Regions from separate parts of the Danio rerio genome. Here region 1 is linked to region 2. The links are chromatin contacts, called in public Hi-C maps. All regions are on one chromosome and are shown on one strand. Each heading gives the region's core, a stretch centred on a gene start, on an enhancer-like site or on the middle of the called end of the contact. The rest is flanking DNA. Distances are from core to core; before and after follow the strand shown. Region 1 holds the start of rasa2 (RAS p21 protein activator 2). Region 2 holds the start of vaspb (vasodilator stimulated phosphoprotein b).

What was found. Hi-C and Micro-C count contacts between places; a contact is called where the count stands out from the background.
Region 1: a Hi-C map of an unstated tissue shows a contact between it and region 2, with 3 times the contacts expected there. The contact joins the promoter of rasa2 here to the promoter of vaspb in region 2. A contact is called at or near these places in 1 of 18 Hi-C or Micro-C datasets (an unstated tissue) and 1 of 4 datasets of contacts at active chromatin or transcription factors (embryo).

Annotation. Positions count from the first base shown.
Region 1 is chr18:44,110,208-44,117,265 of GRCz12tu, reverse strand. It overlaps rasa2 (RAS p21 protein activator 2), which reads left to right and starts at 5,063. Exons shown (of 25, transcript XM_073930041.1): 1 at 5,063-5,145.
Region 2 is chr18:43,777,462-43,783,917 of GRCz12tu, reverse strand. It overlaps vaspb (vasodilator stimulated phosphoprotein b), which reads left to right and starts at 1,876. Exons shown (of 13, transcript XM_005173680.5): 1 at 1,876-2,299. The coding sequence starts at 2,295.

The DNA.
Region 1 (7,058 bases), core at 3,814-6,313, 330 kb before region 2:
TTGGCTACATCAGAGCTTACTCTGTTCATGGTGGGCTGCAAGCTTCCTCTTGCACATAATGCCATATATGCATCTCAGTCTACATTTTTGCAAAATATGTTGCTCCACTTACCTTTTGTTGCATGTTTTAGATGACCAATAAGGGAGCACACAACATTTTTGTGAATCTGAAACATGTTAATTTGGGCATGTTTTTTGTATATGTCAGTATATACTTTTAGTGCACGTCCAGAAGAAGACGGGGCTTGTCATACAGACCACCCAGGAAACCACTCACCAAAACCCTTCCATAATCCTAATCAATAGTGTTTTCAAAAGCAAACATAAGAGAAAGTTCACATACAACAATTCACATTGCTTTTATCCATTTTATAGAACTGTGCTGACCAATGTCAGTGCCCAATGTGGGACAGATGTTGCATTTTTGTCACTTTTCAACACAATCCAAAAACAACCGTCAACGTCTAATGACGATACAGCCTGACGTTATGTCGTTATCTGACGTTACCACTATGACATCTATCAGACGTTGGATTTTAGTTGCAATAACTGACAAATATAGTCAGTATTTGACGTCAATATGACTTGGGATTCTGGCTCGACGTTGGATTCCAGTCACTTACCAACGCAACCTAAAGACAAAAATATTGTTACGTACATTGAATCACGACCTAAATCAAACTTAATATTGATGTTTTATGATGTAGTGTGCTTGCTGGGAGTGAACTACCAAGGAAACTGACTGCGCCAAAAGGAAAGAAAGGTGAGGCAAATGCATTTCATTACAAAACAGACACTGTCAAGTTAATATTTTTTTTGTTTGTTTTTGTATTTGGTATAAAAGGAATAATACTTTATTCCTCAATAATGCCCCTGTAAATATCATTTGTGTGAAAAGGAACAACATTTGTTTTATTTACATAGAAGAATGAAGGCTTGAGCATGTATTTCCAATAAGCCTGTGTTGGCTACTAAAGAGCCGATGCTGTTTGTTTACAACAAAGATGTAGATGAAGGGTCTGCTGTTTTCTTCATTAGCATTGTACTTGTGTGTATCCTGAATGCTGCAACGTATAAAGTATAAAGATGTAAACAAAAATCATTTCCTCATGTTTCTGTCTGCAAATGTTATACAAGCAGCATTTCAGACTCCAGCTCAAGCCAATGTCAATTTCACAGATTTCTTTGCTGCTCAAATGTGTCCTTGGAGCTTTGTGTGATTAGAGTTGTACAACTAACGTCGCGTGGAATGTTTGAACAATGTTTTTAGTTCTTTATCTGGACTTCAAACCTTTCGCTTATTTAGCTTTGACCTCAAATTATTGTCCACATTCATCTACTGCCCATTTAAATAAAAATTGGCTAAATTAAATTCCACATTCCAAATCATATCAAACAGATTTCATCACTTCTTGGGAGGAGAGTACAACTAGAGAAGGTAAATAAAAGCCTCTGCTATTGGTCTAATGTGGCAGATTTTACCTTTCTGATCTTATGTTGACAAACTCAACAGGTCCACCATGTCATGGGGAATATAAAAAAGCCATCCATTCATTGTCTCCTGCTTACCTGAGCCCAGGTCGCCGGGGCAGCAGTCTCATGAGAGAATCCCAGAAGAGTGCTTCCTTTTCCCCAGACATATCCTCCAGCACCTCCGAGGGGATGCTGAGGCATTCCCAGGCAAGCCCAGAGACATAGTCCCTCCAGCATGTCCTTGGTCTTCTGCCGGGGCCTCCTCCCTGTGGAACATGCCAAGAACACATCCCTGGGTAGGCGTCCAGAAACCATCTGAAACAGATAATAGAGCCCCATCTCAACTGGCTTCTCTCAATGTGGAGGAGCAGCAGCTCTACTCTGAGCTCCTCTCAGGTGACAGGGCAATAAAATATAAAAAAGCCAAACAGACATTTCTATTGGTCAAATAGGCATAAAAAAACTGTTAAGGCTCCGTAAAGTGCTTTGTGTAATTTTGTTCGATGTGTGATGAAATTTTAACTAAAACACGAAGACAGGGCAGGACACAGCTCCTTCCTCTTTTAAAAACAGCCAATAGCATTTCTATGGTGGTCGAGAGAGCTTATCGTGCTGCAATTTAGGAAAACACATGCAACTACAAAAAACGGCAGCAAATTAATAAAAGATATTCATCCGTTTGACAGCACACCTGCTGTAAATCCTTACAATGCAGACACATTTTAAAAAAACGTGCTGCATTTTCTCACAATTTCCGAAAGCATGCTGCATTTTCTCTTTTTTATTCCAGGTAGAATGTCCCCTATTTAAAAAATGAATTGATCGGTGTAATGCTGTGGTCACACTGAATAAATGTCTCCGCTGTGTCATAAAAGTGAGAATGACGGCCAGATGTCCCAAATATGCGTCTCATTTCATTCATTCATTCATTTATCTTCTGCCGCTTTTCCGGGGCCGGGTTGCGGGGGCAGCAGTCTTGGGAGAGAACCCCAGACTTCCCTCTCCCCAGACACTTCCTCCAGCTCCACCGGGGGGATCCCAAGGGGTTCCCAGCCCCGCCGAGAGAAATAGTCCCTCCAGTCTGTCCTGGGTCTTCCCCGAGGCCTCCTCTCGGTGGGACATGCCTGGAACACCTCCCTAGGTAGCTCAACTGACTTCTCTCGATGTGGAGGAGCAGCGGCTCTACTCCGAGCTCCTCCTGGGTGTCAGAGCTCCTCACCCCATAAGAGTGCGCCCTGCCACCTTTTTAAAGAAACTCATTTTGGCCGCTTGTATTCGAGGTCTTGTCCTTTCGGTCATGACCCAAAGCTCATGACCAAAGGTGAGAGCAGGAATGTAGATTGACCAGTAAATCGAGAGCTTTGCCTTTTGGCGCAGCTCCTTCTTTACCACAACGGACCGGTACAACGGACCGGTACACCGCATTACTGCTGCCGCTGCACCAATCCGCCTGTCAACCTTCGACTACCACACGATCCACAATGCACTGGCCCCTTACGGCTCCCCCTGCAGGTGGTGGGACTGTGGGAGGATGGTCCCACGTCGCTCCTTCGGGCTAAGCCCGGCCGGGTTCCCTGAGAAAAGACCCTGTGTATCATTTCTTCTTCAAAAAAAAAACTGTAGAGATGAACATGTAAGGTAGAGAAAACATTTTATCCGTTTAATATAGATCGGCTTTAAAGCGCGCGTTTGTATCATCAATAATTAAGAGTGCTGGTGAAACGGATATAAAAAACCTGACACAGAAAGGTAATTTGATAAAACAAAAACATTATTATTGCGCTAGAGCTCAACTTTTATGACACAAAAACAACAGTAGGCACGCATATTAATACAGCTGTTATGTGTCAGTTAAATCAGTAGACTGTTGAAATTCAAAATTTTAACCCAACTGGTCGAGTTATAACATAAATAACCAAATAAAGACTATAAAAAATAATAAAAATGTAATAATCTAGAACTTCAGGATTTTTCTAGCCTCTCTTGTTATAAAGTACGTTTGAAAAGTCAAGGATAACAATACTCAAATGAGTATTCAAATTCATATTAAGATGGGACACTTTTGGTGCTTCACACCTTTTTATTTGTAATTTTTGACATTAATAACAAGCTCCAAGTTTTAGAATAATAGTTACTTGAAAAATATTTTCTCTATTTAACAACATTACAGTAGGTCAGTAGCGAAAAATGACCTCACATCAGATTCTTATGTTTTCTTGCACAGCTGGATGTTGGACTCATGAAAAATAATAGTTTGCATTTGCCAAAACCGATTTGCTGAAGTCACACCAAAGCAACAAAGATTCCACTTGGTCTTAAAGCCTTTTTAATGCGATATTTTCACAGTTTATAATGGTTTAGCAGTCAAAATAGAACTAATGACTTGATAAGACAAAAAAAAAAAAAAAAAAGATTTTATTAGATGGTGTTGATATCAAAGATAGAAAATGTAATAATACATTTCTTAGAAGTTTGATTGATTGTCCTGCAATGTTTAGACACAAGTACTTTTAGAATAATTCGAGAATATCAATTGGAACTTGATCTGGACTTATAACAACAAATATTGTGTCACTAATAAAGTCAGTGAAATATACTTTAAAATTATACATAAATATATCCAACCAGCTAGTTTCTCAAGAGGTATAAAGTTGATTTTTCTGAATTGTGTGTTTTTGCGCAATGGATGTTGAAACTGATGCATTTGTTTTTTGATTGTATGTATGTTAAATATTTCTCGTTTGATGTTGAAAGTCTATTTAACATACTGAGTGGTCATACATTTATTATTAAGAAAAGAGATGTCATATTTTATATAGATAAAAAAGATGTAGATAAGAATCTCCTGTTTATGTTAAATCTGTTGATAGTATTAGGCAAGTTTTATTTACACAAGAGTAAATGGTCGGAGAGGAAGCCTAACATCTTTCAAGGCTGATTTAAACATTTTTTGAGACTCTTAAAGGACTTTCAAGTCGTAATGCGATCAGAACTATAAATATAAAGCGACCAGAACTATGAATATACTTAAAAAGCTGAATTCCTCTTCTCTGGTGAATGCTATGTTTACTTAATCTTTATTTTTTTCTCTCTCTATTTTTCTTTTTTGTTACTATGTTTACACATGTTATGCTGAAATGTGTAATATTGTAAAACTTGTTATGCATTTGACTGGAAATGTTCAGCAAATACAAAAAAAAAGGCTTTATAGGAAAAATTTTAGGTCTTTGTCAATGAGAGGTGGGTCTTTCGAACACCCCGAAACCCCCCTGGCTACAGGCCTGTAATTTATGCTTATGGGAAGTGCCTACAACGCCAAAAAGGAGCTCTCTCTCGCTCTCTCTCTCCATTTCTCTCTGCAGGCAGCTCAGTAAAACACGGCGTTTCTTATGAGGGGCCCGTTGATCTGCTCTGTCGCTCGTCCTCCACTAGGGCTTCCGTTTGTTTTGACTACACGATGCTGTCTGTGTGAGTTGATTCACACAAATCCCGGTCTGGCGTCGCGACCAATCGCGCTGAGCCGGTGACGCTGTGGAGGCCGTCCGTCCGCGCGAGTGCATTCATAAACGGATGTTAAAGTGTTGAATGTACTGTACAGACACGAAACTTGGACCATGGCGGAAGACGACGACACGAAAATCCGGATTTTGCAAAGTCTCAGAGGAAAGATATGTAAGTGCGACACGCCGTGTGGATGGGGAGGTTGGTGTTTGTGTGGGAGAGTGTGTTTAGATGGCTTTTGGAGAGAAAGAAAAGGATCGGCAAGGGGGAAAGAGGGGCGCGGTAGAAGCGACAGACACACACACAGATACATACGCGCGCACACACACACCTACCCACTCAGCGCTTACTGGATGGGGCTCTGAGAAAACAGCCGCATTTTAGATGTTTGGTTCTGGATATTTTATGTTTGAATCATGTTTCTGTCATTAGTGACAGAGGTAGATCAAGCTTTTGCGCATTATCTGTGAGTTAGCCGTGTTGCTAACGTGCTTCAAAGCCTGGTTCCCCCTTACAACACAACTGTCGTATTTATACACTCAAGTGTTAGTACAGGAGTGACATATTGTTCGTCGTTTACCAGTTTTAACTCAACCTGTCATTTTGTCAATGAAGTTGGCATTTGTTTGATTCATTCTTACCCTGGCTGAAGGTGTGAAATTGACGGTGGGGATCTCGGCGAAATTTGACAAATTCTGAGCTGGACGGAAGTTGTTGCATCGCTTTAAATACTCGACGCTGTCCACTTATTATTTTAATATTCATGTTTTCAGTCAAATCTACTTTAAAAGGAGCATTTTAATATATTATTATACGCCACATAAAATTACAGTTTTACTTTTAAATTGACATTCTAACTTTTATTCCGACTAATGTCGATTATTACAGAAACAATAAACCTCTGGTAACTTTATAGCCTAATATCAGCTTTCTAACTGCAGTTTCCTTTAAAATTCTTCTATATTTTCCCATGATTTTAAAGAAATAATAAATTCTACCCAGTCTGTCACTTGTATTTGGCGTTCATTCGTGTTAGTATTGATGTAAGATTATTTAGTTGACTATTTACATAACAGTACAGCCCATTTTTAAAATGAATATTTTATTTATTTCTCAGTGAATATAGGTCATGTATTTTGGTGCATTTAAACAAAACAGATTTATTAAACAGATATATTTATTAAAATAACAGTTTAGTCACTTAACACATTTAGAAATTAAAAGATAACACAATTAAATTCAAGCAAAATATTGCAAAAATAAATTAAAACCTTTACAATAAAAAACAAATTGAAAGGTCTTTTATTTAATTATTTTTTGCTTCTCTTGATTTTTCCTCTTCAAAATTTGTATTTATTATTTTTCCATAACATATAAGTTTGGGTGTACTAGTTTTTGGACCATTGTCATAAGTTATTTTGTTAGATAAGCTCCAGATTTGGCTTCAGTACTCACTGATCTAATGAAGATGCACAAATATATTATTGTAAAGCTTCCTTCCTATTATAAATATGAATTTAAAAGATAGCTTTGTTAGGGGTGTACTCATACATGCTGAGCACTGTATGTATGTATGTATTACTCACTTGTACCAGGTAATCAAACCAGACTACAACTGAATTGCAATCTTTTATGGAAATGATTACAGCATATTATTTTTGGATTTCTACCTAGTTATGTATTTTACAGAACATTTAAAATTCCTTCGTACATGAGTATTATCATCAGCATGGCATATGTCACACAGTGAACTGTTCACATGTGTTGTAATAACTGCTTAATTACATTTAATAGCATCACAATTAAATAAAGAAGAAGTCTGTTGCGCACATTTTTAAAAAGTACTGTCATACATTTTGATGCTGTTACTGTTAAATGTCATTTTTGATAAGGTTTATTATGTAATAACAATGTTATTACGTATATTAATTCAATTTTAATTTTAAATTCTTGCATTATCGACATCTAATGGGGTGTATGCAGAAGGAAGCCGAAGGACTTTTGATGCAGTTATAAAATTGGCACATTTGAGGTCTGTGATCTTCACTATCTGATTGATATACGATAGAAAGTGGGTCTCAGAA
Region 2 (6,456 bases), core at 627-3,126:
CTTTATTCATCAGTTCGCCACAGCAGAATGAACCGTTAACTTATACAGTGTATGTTTTATACAGTGAATGCACTTACAGCTGCAACCCATCACTGGGAAACACCCATACACACTCATACCCACACACATACACTACGGCCAATTTAGTTTATTCAATTTATATAGTGCATGTATAGACTGTGGGGGAAACTGGAGCACTCGGAGGAAACCCATGCGAACACGAGGAGAACATGCAAACTCCACACAGAAATGCCAACTGACCCAGCCAGTATTTGAACCAGCGACAATCTTCCTGTGAGGCAACAAAGCTATCCACTGAGCCTCTGTGTCGCCCTTTAATCTATTTTTTTATCGCATTTCTTGTAACAGTTATATTCGAGAGTAAGTTTATAAACTCCTTTTGATCATTCAGAGTAATTTAAAGAGATTTCCATATTTTTTTAACACAATAGAGAGTAAGACACATGACAGATAGTAATTTCTAATGTAATATCTAGCACAAGTATAGAATGCCAGAAAAAATGGTGTTATGCTAAAAAAACCACAACAAATATTTTGACCTGCATTTTAGATAGATAGATAGATAGATAGATAGATAGATAGATAGATAGATAGATAGATAGATAGATAGATAGATAGATAGATAGATAGATAGATAGATAGATAGATAGATAGATAGATAGGCGGGCGGGCGGGCGGGCAGGCAGGCAGGCAGGCAGGCAGGTAGGTAGGTAGGTAGGTAGATAGATAGATAGCCAATACCATAAATATTAGGGATATTGGTTTCAATACCGCATATTTTGCTGGATCTTGTTTTGGCCAGATGGGACGAATCTAAATCCAATAATACGCATGTATTCTGTGGAATTTATAATTGCAACAAAAGTCATGAAGACATTATTAGGCACTACTTTTCATACAAAAAGTTTTCATGCACTATACTGTAATTTTTTTTTAAGTTTACAGTTTATTTCAGGCAGCTGGGGTGCTGAAATAAATTACAGAAATTTACTGTAAAATAACAGACGTTAAATTACAAAAGTTTACCAGAAATTAAAGTTTAAGGAAATTTCTGTAATTTATTGTTTATTATTTTACGGTAAATTTCTATAAATTAACGGTCGTTATTTTATGATTTTTTTTCTGGCACCCCAGCTGCATTAAACTGTAAAATTACGGATTTGTTTACAGTGTATATTTTAAATGTTCTGAAGCCAAACGATAGTTTATTGTAAAGTAAAGTTGAATATTCAAGAAATTAAATTCAAGTACATCAGTGCTTCCCTCCATTGTGCCTTTTAATCATTCAAAATTCAAACTTTGTGCCTATATAAAACATCTATATACATTATTTTTCTTTATAGAGAAAGTGTCTATTTATTGGACTGTGTACAGAAGATATTATTTGGGTTTCTATATATCTCAGATCATCAGAAGTATAGAAATTGTATTATATTAATAACTGCACTGGTATCGGATCGGTATCGGCTGATACTCAAGAATTTTTGGTATCGGATTGGTTTTAAAAAAGGGTATCAGTGCATCTATGTGAAAACAATGGTGCAACTACTACAGACAACACATTTTGAACTATATATTTTAGATTTCAGCTTAGAGACACACACACACACATTTTGCATTTGAGCAAAGGCCCACTACAGAAACACACAAGTGAATTCGTGATGTACAACACCACACATAGCTAAAGGTGGGGGAAAGTGTAACTTTTCAGCAAGAACAGGTTTATCTCCCAGCGCTGGAGTTTGGATCTCGACCGCTAGGGAGTGGAGGAGTAACATTGCTCTGCCTCTGCCTGTTTTTCAGCTCGGGAGGGGGAGTCAGACAGACGGGAATGAAAGCTTTTCCTCAGAGTTGAGGAGCAGGTTGGGTTTCGCTCGCGAATGAACGTTAACGACCGACCGGCGACGACCGAGCAGGAGTTTATCGAAAACCGCGTCCAGACTTCACAGCCAGCCGCGCGGATGCAGACGAGGACATGAGGCGGAATATGTGCAGACTTTGCTCGGAGCGAGACATGAGTCCAGGATACTGATTAGAGTTGACACAAGCCCAGCTCCAGTAGCAACTCTATCCACACTTCACCTCCAACCCCCTCCTTCACTCCTCAACCAGGAAATCATCGCGCATTGCCGCTTATCCGTCTTCCCACAGATTAAACAAAACACCAAACCCCTTGGTGGGTTTATCCATGAGGATATCGCCGATTTCTCCTGTGTTTTCGCCCCTGGAAGTTCGGCTTTAGCTCTGAGGAGGATCCGCGCTGTCGTCGAACAATGAGGTAAAGCACATTTGTTGCCCTCGCTTTTGTGTGTACTTTGTTTTGCGCGCTACAATGTAGCTCACAGTGTGGGAAACGAGTGAGTGAGTTCGGTCTGTTCGTCACTTTCTGTCCTGCTACTCGCACCTACTGGAGGCGGCTGACCATCACAGCAGCAAGTGTGTCCTTTCTTTCAGTGTTTACACAGCTCCAGCTCGTCCCTTTATGTCTGGTGTTGACAGTTTCTCTTTTCTTTTATTTCCTCCCCTGCTTTCTCCTGAATGGAGCTGCCTCCTGTGAATATGTATTGTTAATAATTTTGCACAGATTTGTTTTTTCCATGATGCAGGGTGTTTAGTTTGAATTAAATGAAGCATGCTAGCAAAACAGGTTATATGACACTGTCATTCTAAACATTGTTAAACGAATAATGGGGTTCACATTAATACATAAGGTTGTGTCATATTAGCCTAAAATATTGATTTAATGAACATATTGGGTAGCTATTTTCTAAACATGTTTTTATATACCTTTTAAGTTTTCATGTGCATGTTTTGGCACTGCTTGCATTGTCGTCAACTTTTGATTAGGTGCATTTTAGAGCAAATTATGCTGAGATTTTCACACATTTATTAAATATTTCGTTGTGCTCATGGTTAAATATATACACAATTATGTATTGCTTAATTTATGTGTAAATTTATTTAACAATTTGCAAAATTACTTGCACCTATAGCCTATAAGCTTATACTTACTGGTACGCAATGTAAACGGACAAAGTAGCAGTTTTGTGGTAATGCACGTTTTTTTTGGATGTCAAAAACTCAAGTAGGAACTTTTTTTGTCAATAGGTTATTTATTATTATTATTATTATTATTAATATTGTTATTATTATGATTTGTAAGTACTTTTTAAAATGAGGTGCACCTGTGCAGTGCTAGTGACCTTTAAAATAACACATAAGCACTTTATTTTACAGTATACACCGAGTTACACGAACGGGTATCGATAACTGTATCCTCAGGCGGTGTTGTTTATTGTGCGTGTTGAAAATGCAGCTGTCAAACGGTAAATTGGGTCTTTGTAACACGTAGCCAGTCCTCTTTTGTGAGCCCTCCCAGTTCTCTCTGTTCTGGGAGTTGGCCGTGGCGCGAATTCACAAATCCTACTGTGGGGAAGGTTTGGCATATGAATATTAATTAGGTCACGGGACGTTCATTCAGTGGCGAACGTCAAATATTTGATTTAATATTCATGTTTAAAGCCTTAGCCATAGTAGGATTGGTGATTTATCGGTAAGGGCAGTACCCGGAACTAACCTACATATGGAGCAACGAAGCCTGATAATTGCACATCCTGCTGCAGCCTGGGCAGTTGCAGAGTTCAAGGGCACTTTTATGTTAAAAAACTAACAAGACATTATAGCAATACAATTAGTGAACTGCTTCTAGGTTCAGTTCCTTATGTAATAATGTCTCTAAACTAATTTACAAACATAATATTTGAATGAAAAGTTGAACTGAACATTAGTAGGCCCATATCTTGAATTTTGGACTTCTTCTAATGTCTGCTTTTGACTGATCATAAAATCTGATAATGTTCCTCTTCAGCATGGTTTGAAATATGTTGCTCATAATTGTGCTTGAATGCATGTATTTGCATAAATGGCAATGGTCAAAATAACGAATGTTTTTATGTGTTGTGATTGATTAAAAATAACGTTAACTATTCCACTAAAGGTTGTATCTTAACTCTTAAGTTATAACATTGGTGTACATTCATTTTCTTTTCGGCTTAGTCCCTTTATTAAATCTGAGGTCACCACAGCGAAATGAACCGCCAACTAATCCAGCACGTTTTAAGCAGCAGATGCTTTTTCAGCTGCGACCCAACACTGGGAAACAGCCACACACTGTTGCATACACTTACGTACACTACGGCCAATTTAGCTTATCCAAATCACTTTTAGTGCATGTCTTTGCACTGTGAGGGAAACCGGAGCACCCAGAGGAAACCCACGTCAACACGGGGAGAAAATGCAAACTCCACACAGAAATTCCAACTGACCAAGCCGGACCAGCGACCTTCTTGCTGTGAGGCGATTGTGCTACCCACTGCGCCACCGTGCTGCCCATATCATTGTCATATCATTAAATATGAATGTAAACAAGTCTGAAAATATGGCATCTTTTTTATTTAGACCAAATTGTTATTATTAAACATTTTTTATTTTAAAGGTGCAGTAGGTGATCTGTCTAAATGCTAACCGGTTAGCTTATTATGCTTGAAATACAGTTCCTCCCCTGCCATCCAAAGCCACGCCTCTTGAAATCACGAACTGGCTCATCGACCCTTTTCACATTTTCGGGTTTCTCAGTAGCGGAAGGCGTCATGGTAAGGTAAACTCAGAACGCAGTGAATCAGAGAGTACAACAAAAAAATTTTACAACTCTATTTGCTGAAATAATAAAAAATGCCACAATTATGTTATCAAGACTTTCAGAAAAAGGAAAAAAAATTGTGTCAGACAGGTGACAGCAGCTAATGTAGGAGAGACAATAATGTCAATTTTACTCTCAGCCCCATAGACGCTGCATTAAGCCTGGTTTATACTTCTGCGTCAAGTGACCAGCGTAACTCACGGCGCAGGCAACGCGCGTGGCTGTGCATTTATACTTCTGCACGCTGTGTCTGTTGCTCTGCATTAACACTTCCGAAACGCTAGTTGGCAGTGAGGTGTAAATGTTCCTCTGTGTCGAGTTTCTTCGCTTCTGTTTGGCTTTTCCTGATCACTTCCCGGTTGTACAAGTGACTCAAACTCGCTCATTTTGAGGCAGGAACTGGCACACGTGCAACAACTTTAACTATGAGGTAAACACAAAACAAAACTTTTCATCTGGAGCTCCTTCACGGGACTCCACACTTGTAAACAATCGCTCGCGCCATTCGCGCGGCTCTCGGTTCTGCCCAGACTCGTCAGCACTACCAAGCCGACCAATCACAGAGCTTGCGCTACGCGTTGTTGAGACGTGAAGTTACATTTTTTGAGAGGTGCACGTCAGTGACGCTGACGGCCACGGAGAAGGGCTATGCGTCAGCGCCGTAGCATACGCCGGCGTTTGACGCAGAAGTATAAATCAGCCTTTAGAAACACCTTGCATAAGCGGTAATTAGTTTTTTTTTTTTTTATTTGATGCAGATATGATATAATACAAATATAAATGCATATAAATGTTACAAAAAATCTATATATTAAAAACTTTTAAGGATTTAAGATTATGATCACTGTTAAACGCGTTAAACGTCTTGTAAAAAGGGTCCATTAAAGATGACAGAGATACTATACTATATAATACTACAATTCTGAACAAAAAAAATTATTATATTTAGCACGTTTTCAATTGTGTAGCAAGCAAAATAATGTGCAATGTGTAATAATGTGCAATATTTCATGCATGCGAGGATCGCTGGTCTCACTCACTCATGGACTTTGTCCTAAAGTGACTACTGTATGCTTTGTGGTTGGCCAGCCGCGTGCAGGAACACTTATTACTAAACCATACTTACATTTCAGAGCAAATATTCAGATTAGCATGGCTAACAATATAGGGAGTGCGTCACAGGTTGTTATTGTTCAAAAATGAACCAATGTGAATATAAAAGCAACTTCACCTCAGTTAAGCAAGCTAGGCGGAATGGTGCTACTTACTGATGTTTTGTTGTTAAAATAAATAAAAATCTACATTATCGATGCTGTAAAAGGTCCCATATAAAACTGAAAATAGTCACATCAATCTTTCACCGGAAGATTTCAGTGGCTGAACAACACTTCTGTGCATATAACCCATTTATAGTACAACACAATGTACATCAGCTTTGCGTGACTAGTTAAAACATAACATTACCTGTCTAATAAAAATACTTCAGCCATGGTGTCGACCTTCCTCCAGCGTGCAAAAGTAACTCCAATACTGATTCAGGATATTAAAAAGTTTTGATTCAGCATTTGTTTTTACCGCTGTGTGGACATGAGCACGCGAATGGTGGATCTGTGTGAACGAGTGCACAGTTGTACAAATCAACATTTGCTGACAGACAGTTTGGGCTACTTATTAGAATAATGGGAATTATCAACCTGACAATTTTTAATTGGACCAACATTTTTTAGTTTTTGGCC